3 separate regions of the Hordeum vulgare genome follow, and all the other regions are linked to region 2. A link is a contact called in public Hi-C data. All regions are on one chromosome and are shown on one strand. Each heading gives the region's core, a stretch centred on a gene start, on an enhancer-like site or on the middle of the called end of the contact. The rest is flanking DNA. Distances are from core to core; before and after follow the strand shown.

The links. Hi-C and Micro-C count contacts between places; a contact is called where the count stands out from the background.
Region 1: a Hi-C map of leaf shows a contact between it and region 2, with 4 times the contacts expected there. The contact joins the promoter of LOC123425065 here to the promoter of LOC123425067 in region 2. A contact is called at or near these places in 3 of 6 Hi-C or Micro-C datasets (leaf and seedling) and 1 of 1 datasets of contacts at active chromatin or transcription factors (embryo).
Region 3: a Hi-C map of seedling shows a contact between it and region 2, with 5 times the contacts expected there. The contact joins the promoter of LOC123425062 here to the promoter of LOC123425067 in region 2. A contact is called at or near these places in 2 of 6 Hi-C or Micro-C datasets (leaf and seedling).

What each region holds. Positions count from the first base shown.
Region 1 is chr2H:68,962,966-68,965,877 of MorexV3_pseudomolecules_assembly, forward strand. LOC123425065 (protein N-lysine methyltransferase METTL21A) reads left to right here and starts at 1,323. Exons shown (of 8, transcript XM_045108734.1): 1 at 1,323-1,505; 2 at 1,641-1,708; 3 at 2,830-2,912. The coding sequence starts at 1,417. It overlaps LOC123425064 (10 kDa chaperonin, mitochondrial-like), which reads right to left and starts at 1,129. Exons shown (of 3, transcript XM_045108733.1): 1 at 933-1,129. The coding sequence starts at 1,043.
Region 2 is chr2H:69,107,321-69,110,049 of MorexV3_pseudomolecules_assembly, forward strand. LOC123425067 (calcium/calmodulin-dependent serine/threonine-protein kinase 1) reads left to right here and starts at 1,443. Exons shown (of 11, transcript XM_045108736.1): 1 at 1,443-2,729. The coding sequence starts at 2,220.
Region 3 is chr2H:68,854,349-68,857,048 of MorexV3_pseudomolecules_assembly, forward strand. LOC123425062 (4-coumarate--CoA ligase 5) reads right to left here and starts at 1,389. Exons shown (of 3, transcript XM_045108730.1): 1 at 287-1,389; 2 at 1-188. The coding sequence starts at 1,282.

The DNA of each region.
Region 1 (2,912 bases), core at 73-2,572, 140 kb before region 2:
CATTCTCAAGTCATGAACTGATTCAGACAGTCAAATTATCAAGTCAAATCTGAACTAATGAGTCATGAACCAGTCAGTTAACTGCACTACTAATAGGAGTGACTGGAAATGAACTGCCCAGTTGAAGTGGACTGATAGGACTATGAGACAGAACTACAGTAAAACTAGCAATCTAGTAGCATTGCAAATATGAAAAATGCAAAATTGGTGGCAACAATAAATTCGTGATGGAAGCAGAACTGACTGCAACTTCACAATTTAACTACAGTTGATTAAACAAGATCAGTCTAGCTAACAACCCGCAATACACAAGGTGAATCTGAATCAGCCAGCCAGTCTAGCCACATCCCCAGCTGAACAAGAAAACAATTTGCAGACCACACAACTAGGTATCTCTCTACCTAACAAGTAACCACATCAGAAGCATAAGCAGTCCCCACAGGAACAGACACCCGCTAATGTTCACAACTGGCACTCCGTATGAACCATTTGATGAACCGTGTTCTCAAGGATAATGACATAATGTGGGATCATTAAAGTGCACTACGGGACAGGACTATTGTACAGCTACAACTTCTTTGTGGAATCTAGCAGCACAACGAATGTGAAGAATACATCATTGGTAAAAGTCGATTCTTTGTGGAATCAGCGCAGATGCCAGCCCTACTACTGTAATTAAGTTCAAATTGCTCAAAGTAGACCATTCTAGCTTAGAATCTGCAACCCACACAAAGCAAATCTGAAGCGGCCGGCCTAGCCACACGCCCCAACTGAACTAATTCCACCAGACAAACAAATTTGCAACCTAGACGGCCGTCGACCGACCAAGATCTAAGCAGAGCCCCCAGACGGGATCCACGCGCAGGAGCAAGAAGCAACATCTACCCAGCAGCGGCACCCACGAAAGGGGAGGCGAGAAGGGCGGGCCGTACCTGCTTGGAGGTCTCGGGGAGGAGGATGCCGCCGGCGCTCTTCTTGGGCTGCACCACCTTCTCCACCAGCACCCGGTTGAAGGACGGGATCAGACGCCTAATCGCCGCCATGGCCGAGATCAGACGCCGCTCTTCTCCTTCTTCTTCTTGGGAAACAAGCAAGAGACCTCGACGCTTCCACACTATTCGCTTTACGCCTCCGGGATGGTGGGGTTTAGGGTTTTAAGAGGGGAGGCGCGATCGCGGGCGCGGTGGAATGACCGTCCTGCCCCTGCCTGCCCTAGAATGTTCCCGCCCATGGGCCGGGCCCAGCCGCGCGGCGCTTGCCGCGGCCCGGTTAAGGCCCGTTATCATAGGCTTGAGCCCACAAGGGGACCGGGGGCGGTCCAGCGAGCCGCCGCGAACTCCCACTTCCAATTTCTTCTAACCTGCAGCTGCGGTCGCCGGCGGCGAGGAGGAGGAGGAGGGGGGAAGGAGCTGAGTGATGGCGGATGCCGGCGGCGCGAGGGAGCGGGAGGAGGAAGAGGAGGACGACTTCGTCTGCCTGGATCCGTCCTTCTTCATGAACCGCAAGTAGGGGTTCGCTCTCTCTTCACCCTCTCGGGGTTTACTGTTCTGATGATGAACTGCGGCGGCGGTGGTGCGTCGGCTTTGCCGGCGAGCTGAATTGGAAGCTTTTTTGTTGATTTTGTTGCTGGATTTGGGCAGCTACGAGATGAAGACCTTCACCTACGGCTCCCAGGAGCTCCAGCTCCTCTGCCTCAGCTCCGCCTGCAGTTAGGTGCCCCTCCCCTTTGCTCCTTACTTGCCAACGTTGCAATTCACTCATCGCTAGCTAAGGGGGCAGTTCGATAGGCTTGATGGGTTTGTGAACTGGCAAAGCGGGGGTCTTGCCACTAGCTCCTTCTGTGTAAAAATCTAGTACTAGGAGCAGGGACAAGCGTGGAGGTTCCTTGGTTTAGAGCAGAAGAGGGGATGGATGGTTGGTTGAACTTGAGCAGCACATTGTGCTGCTCAAGTTAGTTAGTTTCCGTGTCTACAATGACAAGTTGTTCAGTCCAGCACCGTTTGCGTGGTAGCCCTAACTAATGCTCGCTGTTAAGTTCCTCCACATAATGCTCCCTGTTATGTTCTACTGCATGTTATGTTCTACCGCATGTTGTTTCATTTTGGTCAAAGAATTGCTGCACGTAATTTGTTTACTCGATGAGGTGCTGATCACAGTTTTAGTACCGTAATAACAGCTGTACCAATTGTAAATGCCTGGTTTCTAACTGTGCAGTTACAGGAGCTTTGGTAAAATGTTAAATCTGTCGAACATGGAAATAAGTTTGTGGCATGTGATTTGTGCATTGTCTTCTTGTTGTCTATGTATGTAGCAAATACGGGTTTTCATTACACAATCATGTGGCTTTAGGACCACTTTTACCTTGTCTGTTTGGGGATCCTTCCACTGAGACAGCTCCATTCTAGTGCATGAGGACATCAAAAGACCCATGTATCACATGATCAAACTAATGAAGGGTCACATTCATATTTGCTGTAACTAGGCGAGGCGACTCTTACCCTGCTTCATTCTGTCCTTCGTATCTACTTCTACAGCCAGAGGCATGTACGCAAATTTTCTTGCAAAGGAATTCTCACTTAAAGTGGTCACAGCGCTATCCAGTGCCCATTAGTTGGAAAAAAATAGATCTGACCATGCTACACTCTAGTTCTGTTGCATCCGTGCAGTGGGATATGGAGATGGTCTTATTTAAGTCTCATGGTTAGTATACTAGCTTGTCTGGCTGATTTAGGTACAGGCATGATGCCACCCCATATTACAGAGTGCCAGATGTTTGTTATTTTCTTAGCATGCTGCCGCCACTAACAAACATTCCAATGTTTGGTGCAGCTGATTATGATCTTACTGGACAGTTAGTATGGCCAGGTGCTGTTCTGATGAACACGTACCTATCTGAACACCCTGAGACTGTG
Region 2 (2,729 bases), core at 193-2,692:
TCTCGAAAAATTCAATCAGAAAGTTCCTCTAATCCATGAAAAATCAACATTTCTAGACTCCACCACCGCAGGGAGTCCAAAACCCTGACCAACTGGTCACACATAAAGCGTTGCAATCCAATCCGACACGCTTTAATTTTCTCGCACAAAATCTCCGAGGTCCTTCTCGGAGCGCGTTGATAATCTGGTTTCTTGAGAATATTCGTCGTTTTTCCGCCGGAACTGAAAACAATTTCCGCGTTTCAAACTGGACCTGGAGTGTTGGGGGAGAAGGGTTTACAAGTTTGACACACATAGGTTATGGGGACCGAAAGGTGCATGAGTGAAAGTGACCTTACCTTGTAAACTAATAGCTGAACCACTTAGGTTTTTTCTGTTTAAATTTATGCCATTTATTATGCAAATTATTTAATAGCCGGAAAAGCATGTGAAGTCGGCATAAATTTACACAATAAACCCCCGGTAGAAAATCATGAAAACAAAAAGAAGTGATGCAAGGTTACAGTAGGACAGTGACAGGTGGCCTTGTTCAGATCTGAAGAGCAAATGAAGTATATAATCCAGAGGCGGCCTGCTCAAGTCAACATTGCTTAGGTAATGGGATATGAATGAGAGGATGAAAGAGGAGCACCAAGCAAGCAGCATTGATGCCACCATTACTCCCCAGTTTAATACCTTGGGGAGGTTGGATTGGACTGGAGGAGCTCAGCTCGGCTCTCGCAAGGACAGCCTGTGCGGTGCGGTGTGGCCTTTTTTGGATTGCAGAAGAGAAGGGTGGCTTCAGAGTTCAGATTCAGAGTGACACAGACATGAGGCTTCCTTTCAGTAAAATCTTGGAAATTGCTAAAATGTATATTTGATCAGTAATGATGAACAATCCATTAGCTCATGTTTTCTCCATAAATAAAAGTGGTATTAGCAAAAGTTGTGTTTTGTTGACATACTAAAAAACTCTTACCACAGACTAAAAAAATGCAGGCTAGAACAATAGTATTCCCTTCGTCCCATAATATAAGACGTTTTTTTTTACACTACACTGCATTATGGAACGGAAAGAGTAGGTAGTACTCCCTCCGTCCCAAAATAAGTGCCTTAAGCTTAGTATAAATTTATACTAGAGCTAGTATAAAGTTGAGACAGTTATTTTGGGACAGAGGGAGTAGTATTTAATTGTAATATCACTGACCGAATACGCAGCGTTTGCGGGTTTGAAGTTTGAATCTTTGATAAAAATTCTCTGTTTGAGGGCAGGATCATTCTGGGGCAGACCCCTTGAGGCCCAAGGAGGCTCCAAGTAGACGATGGTGCCGAATAAGTTGCATGTATCCCGTGGAAGTTTTGTCAGTACAGTTGTTCCTTTGCCTTGCCCTGATGAGTGGTGACCAGCAAACAAGGAGTAGATGGCAACAGAAACAGGGGAGAAAAAGAAAGAAAATAGTTGGCCTCTCCAGCCACCCATGTTGTGCTGTGCCACCCCCACACCCCTCCCAGGTCCCCATTGCCCTCCCCCTCCTTCACCAAAGCACAGCACGGCACATACATGGCGATGGTGTGTGTGGAGATGGGCTACAGCTACAAAAGAAAAGAGGAAAAAAGAAGAAGCTGAAAAGGAAAAGAGCTCCTCCAAAAGAAAGCAACCAAGCAGGCAGAGGCAGACCTCCCCCCTCCCAATTCAACACAGGATTCACTCACCAGCTGGGTGTTCCTTTTCCTTCCTCTCCTCTCCCCTCCCCTCCTTCCCAGCAGAGAGAGCAGGCAGGCAGTGGTGGTGCCCCCCCCCGGTCCTCCATTTCCTCGCTCTGATCCAACCCTTTCGCTCAAAGCCCCCGGCTTTTGCCGATTGTTTGGTCACTTCAAGAATCTCGGAATATGTTCTTGCTCCTCTGATCCATTCGTCCCTCCTTCAAGCCAAGCCAAGCCCAGGCTCCTGTCGTTCTTTCTTCCTCCGGCGGCATTTCGCTGCGGCGGGGCTCGCCGCAAGGAAGGGATTCTGGCGGCCTGGTCTCTGCCGTGATTGGGATCCAATTTTGGGGGCAGGTTCGTCGTCCTGTGGAGAGAGGTTGCTTTGTTGGCGGGACAGGGATTTGGGATGCTTTCTCGGGTTCTTGAAGTCGGGGAGGCTCTCTGACGCCGTTCCCGGGGGGCAATTCCGCGTGATTTTCTGCGGAATTTGCGTCGATTCGGGGGCCGCTGAGCTCGGTTCTTGATCCGCGGGCTCCATGGGTCTCTGTCACGGGAAGCCCTCGCGAATCCCGGAGGCCGAGGCGGAGGAGGACCCGCGCGCGGCCTCCTCCGGCGCCCGCGATGCCACCGCCGCCGCTGCCGCCGCCTCGCCGGCGCAGGCACCCGCGGCGAAGCCGGGCACGCCCAAGCAGCCCAAGTTCCCCTTCTACCTGCCGAGCCCGCTCCCGGCGTCGAGCTACAAGGGCGGCTCGCCGGCCAACTCGAGCGTCGCGTCCACCCCCGCGCGCGGCGGGTTCAAGCGGCCCTTCCCGCCGCCGTCGCCGGCCAAGCACATCCGCGCGCTCCTGGCGCGGCGGCACGGCTCCGTCAAGCCCAACGAGGCGTCCATCCCCGAGGGCGGCGAGCCGGAGCTGGGCCTCGACAAGGGCTTCGGCTTCTCCAAGCACTTCTTCGCCAAGTACGAGCTCGGCGAGGAGGTCGGCCGCGGCCACTTCGGCTACACCTGCGCCGCCAAGGCCAAGAAGGGCGAGCACAAGGGCCAGGAC
Region 3 (2,700 bases), core at 139-2,638, 250 kb before region 2:
TGCCTTCCCCTGATGCAGATCTCCCCGGGCTGGTTGCGCCCGAGGCACAGCCCGGTCTCCGGGTCGACGATCTTGAGCTCCGCGTTCCTTACCACCGTGCCGCATGCGCCTGACTTCACCGGCGACGGCTCCTTGGCGAACGCCATGCACATCGACAGCACCGGACCTGCCTCTGTCATCCCATAGCCCTGCCCAAACGAAATGTCAAACAAATAAGTATGGACATCGTCAAGTCATGGTCAAAGCTCAAAGCACGAGGAAGGAAAGGGTAGGTATATGTATGTACCTGTCCGAGCACGGCATTGGGGAGCTTGGCGTGGATGATGTCCTGCAGCTCCTTGCCCATGGGCGCGGCGCCGGAGATGACCATGCGGACGGAGGAGAGGTCGTGGCGGTCCATGGCGTCGCCCTTGGCCATCTCGACGACGATGGGCGGCACGAGCGGCGCGATGGTGATGCCGTGGCGCTCCACCAGCTCCATCATCTTGACCGTGTCGAAGCGCTTCATGACGACGAGGGCGGCGCCGGCGCGCAGCCCGCAGAGCAGGATGGAGTGCAGCGAGTAGACGTGGAACATGGGGAGCACGCAGAGCACCACGTCGTCCTCCCGGAGGTGGAGGTTGGGGTTGTCGCCGTCGACGAGCTGCGCGACGCTGGTGACCAGCCCGCGGTGCGACAGCATGACGCCCTTGGGGAGCCCCGTGGTGCCCGACGAGTAGGGCAGCGCCACCACGTCGCCGGCCACGTCGATGGGCGCCTCGTGCAGCGCCGAGTCATCGGCGGCGGCCAGGTCGGCGAACGAGGCGCAGCCCTCGGCGCCGTCGCCCGTGGCGACGATGACGGTGACGCCCGCGAGGCCCCGCGCCTTGGCGACGAACGCCGGCTCGGTCACCACGACGGTGGCGCGGGACGCCGCGGCCTGCTTGGCGATCTCGGGCGGGGTGTGGAGCGGGTTCGCCGTGGTGGTGGCGGCGCCGAGGCGGGACGCGGCGAGGAAGGCCAGCGCGAACTCGACGCAGTTGGGGAGGAGCAGCATCACGGTGCTGCCGTGGCGGACGCCGAGGGCATGCAACCCGGCGGCCACGCGCCGGGAGAGGCGGTGCACGTCGCCGACAGTGAGCGTCTCGCCCGTGGCGCCGTCGATGAGGCAGGCGCGGTCGCGGCGCTCGGCCAGGCGCTCGAAGACGTAGTCGTGGAGCGGGAGGTGGTCCGGGATGGCGATGTCCGGCAGCGTGGAGCGGAAGACGACCTGCTGCTGCTGCTGCTCCGGCAACGAGCCCATTTCTTGGCGTCTGGCTTGGATCGTTTTGAGCTGAATGGATTGGTTGGTGGAGCTGTGGGATCAGTGGAAGCACGGACGGCTGGTTGCAAGATGGAGTTGTCCTGAGGAGTCGAGTGGAAGGAGCTCGCGGAGTGGTACTTATAGTTATAGATAGATAGCGGAGGGAGTCGGTGGTGTTTGGTGGGGAGCTCGCAGCTGGACCTGGTCCAGTTTCGTGGAAGAAAGCTCGGTGCGACATAAGACATGCATTTCACACGTGCGAAGGAACCACACCTCCAACGTACGTACGTCGGCACATGAACGAACTGCCCGTATGATCGACATAAAAGGGGTTTTTCCCCTACTTGAGTGGGAATGTGGGATATATATATATATATACATATATAAGGCGCTCCTTCCATTTCTATTTTGATCAAGCCTGTAGATTTTTTTTTTTACCAAGATTGAAGTTTGTTATCGTAAATGTTTGTATCATGTTGTTTTCTGTAAACTTAGCCAAGCTTTCTAAATTTTGACTTCAGTGAAATCTTATATGTTAAAGTCAAAGTGAGTACTACTCCCTCCAATCCTATAATATAAACTATAGATAAAAATTAAGCAAAAACTTGATTAATATCACACTCTAGCTTTATCCCTATCTTCAGGGCATGTGCAGAGAAAGAGTAAGTTGTTTCTTAAATACTATGATGATAGTCAATCCATGTACCATCCATTGTCTCTTAAGTTCTTTCTGTTTTGGAAAAAAATACAGCTAGAGAAACATCATTTGATGAACTCACTAAAGGCTGGAACTTCGAGCCTTACTCTTGGTGTAAGAGTCACTTTTCTTCCCTTTTATTTGGAGCAACTGGTAGGAGCTCTGTCAGTCATTAAAAAAAAACTAGTTAATACGAAAAACTAGTCGAAAACCGAACTTTTCTTCTGTTCTTTCTAGTGAATTTGCATTATTATGGCTTTGTGCATTCTCGGTAACTAATTAGCCCAAACGAGCTCATCGCTTTCTTGAATCAAGCATTTACATATGTAGCCCAAACGAGCTCATCGCTTTCTTGAATCAAGCATTTACATATGTAGCAAGTGCTAGGAAAATGCTTGCCGTCAACGTAGGAAAGATTATCTACTCCCTCCGTTCCTAAATATAAGTCTTTTAAGCGATTTCACTATGTGTCTACATACGGAGCAAAATGATTGAATATACACTCTAAAGTATGTCTACATACATCCGTATGTAGTTCACTAATGAAATCTTTACAAAGACTTATATTTAGGAACGGAGAGAGTACCATCGAAACTAACATATGTAAGCATGGCATATATGCCAGGGTTAAAAAAGGCATTGCAATACCACCAAGCTACACCTAAAGTCATGGTAACTTAAGCAACCCTTTGTTTTACCTGCTGCGGCACTGCCGCGTGGG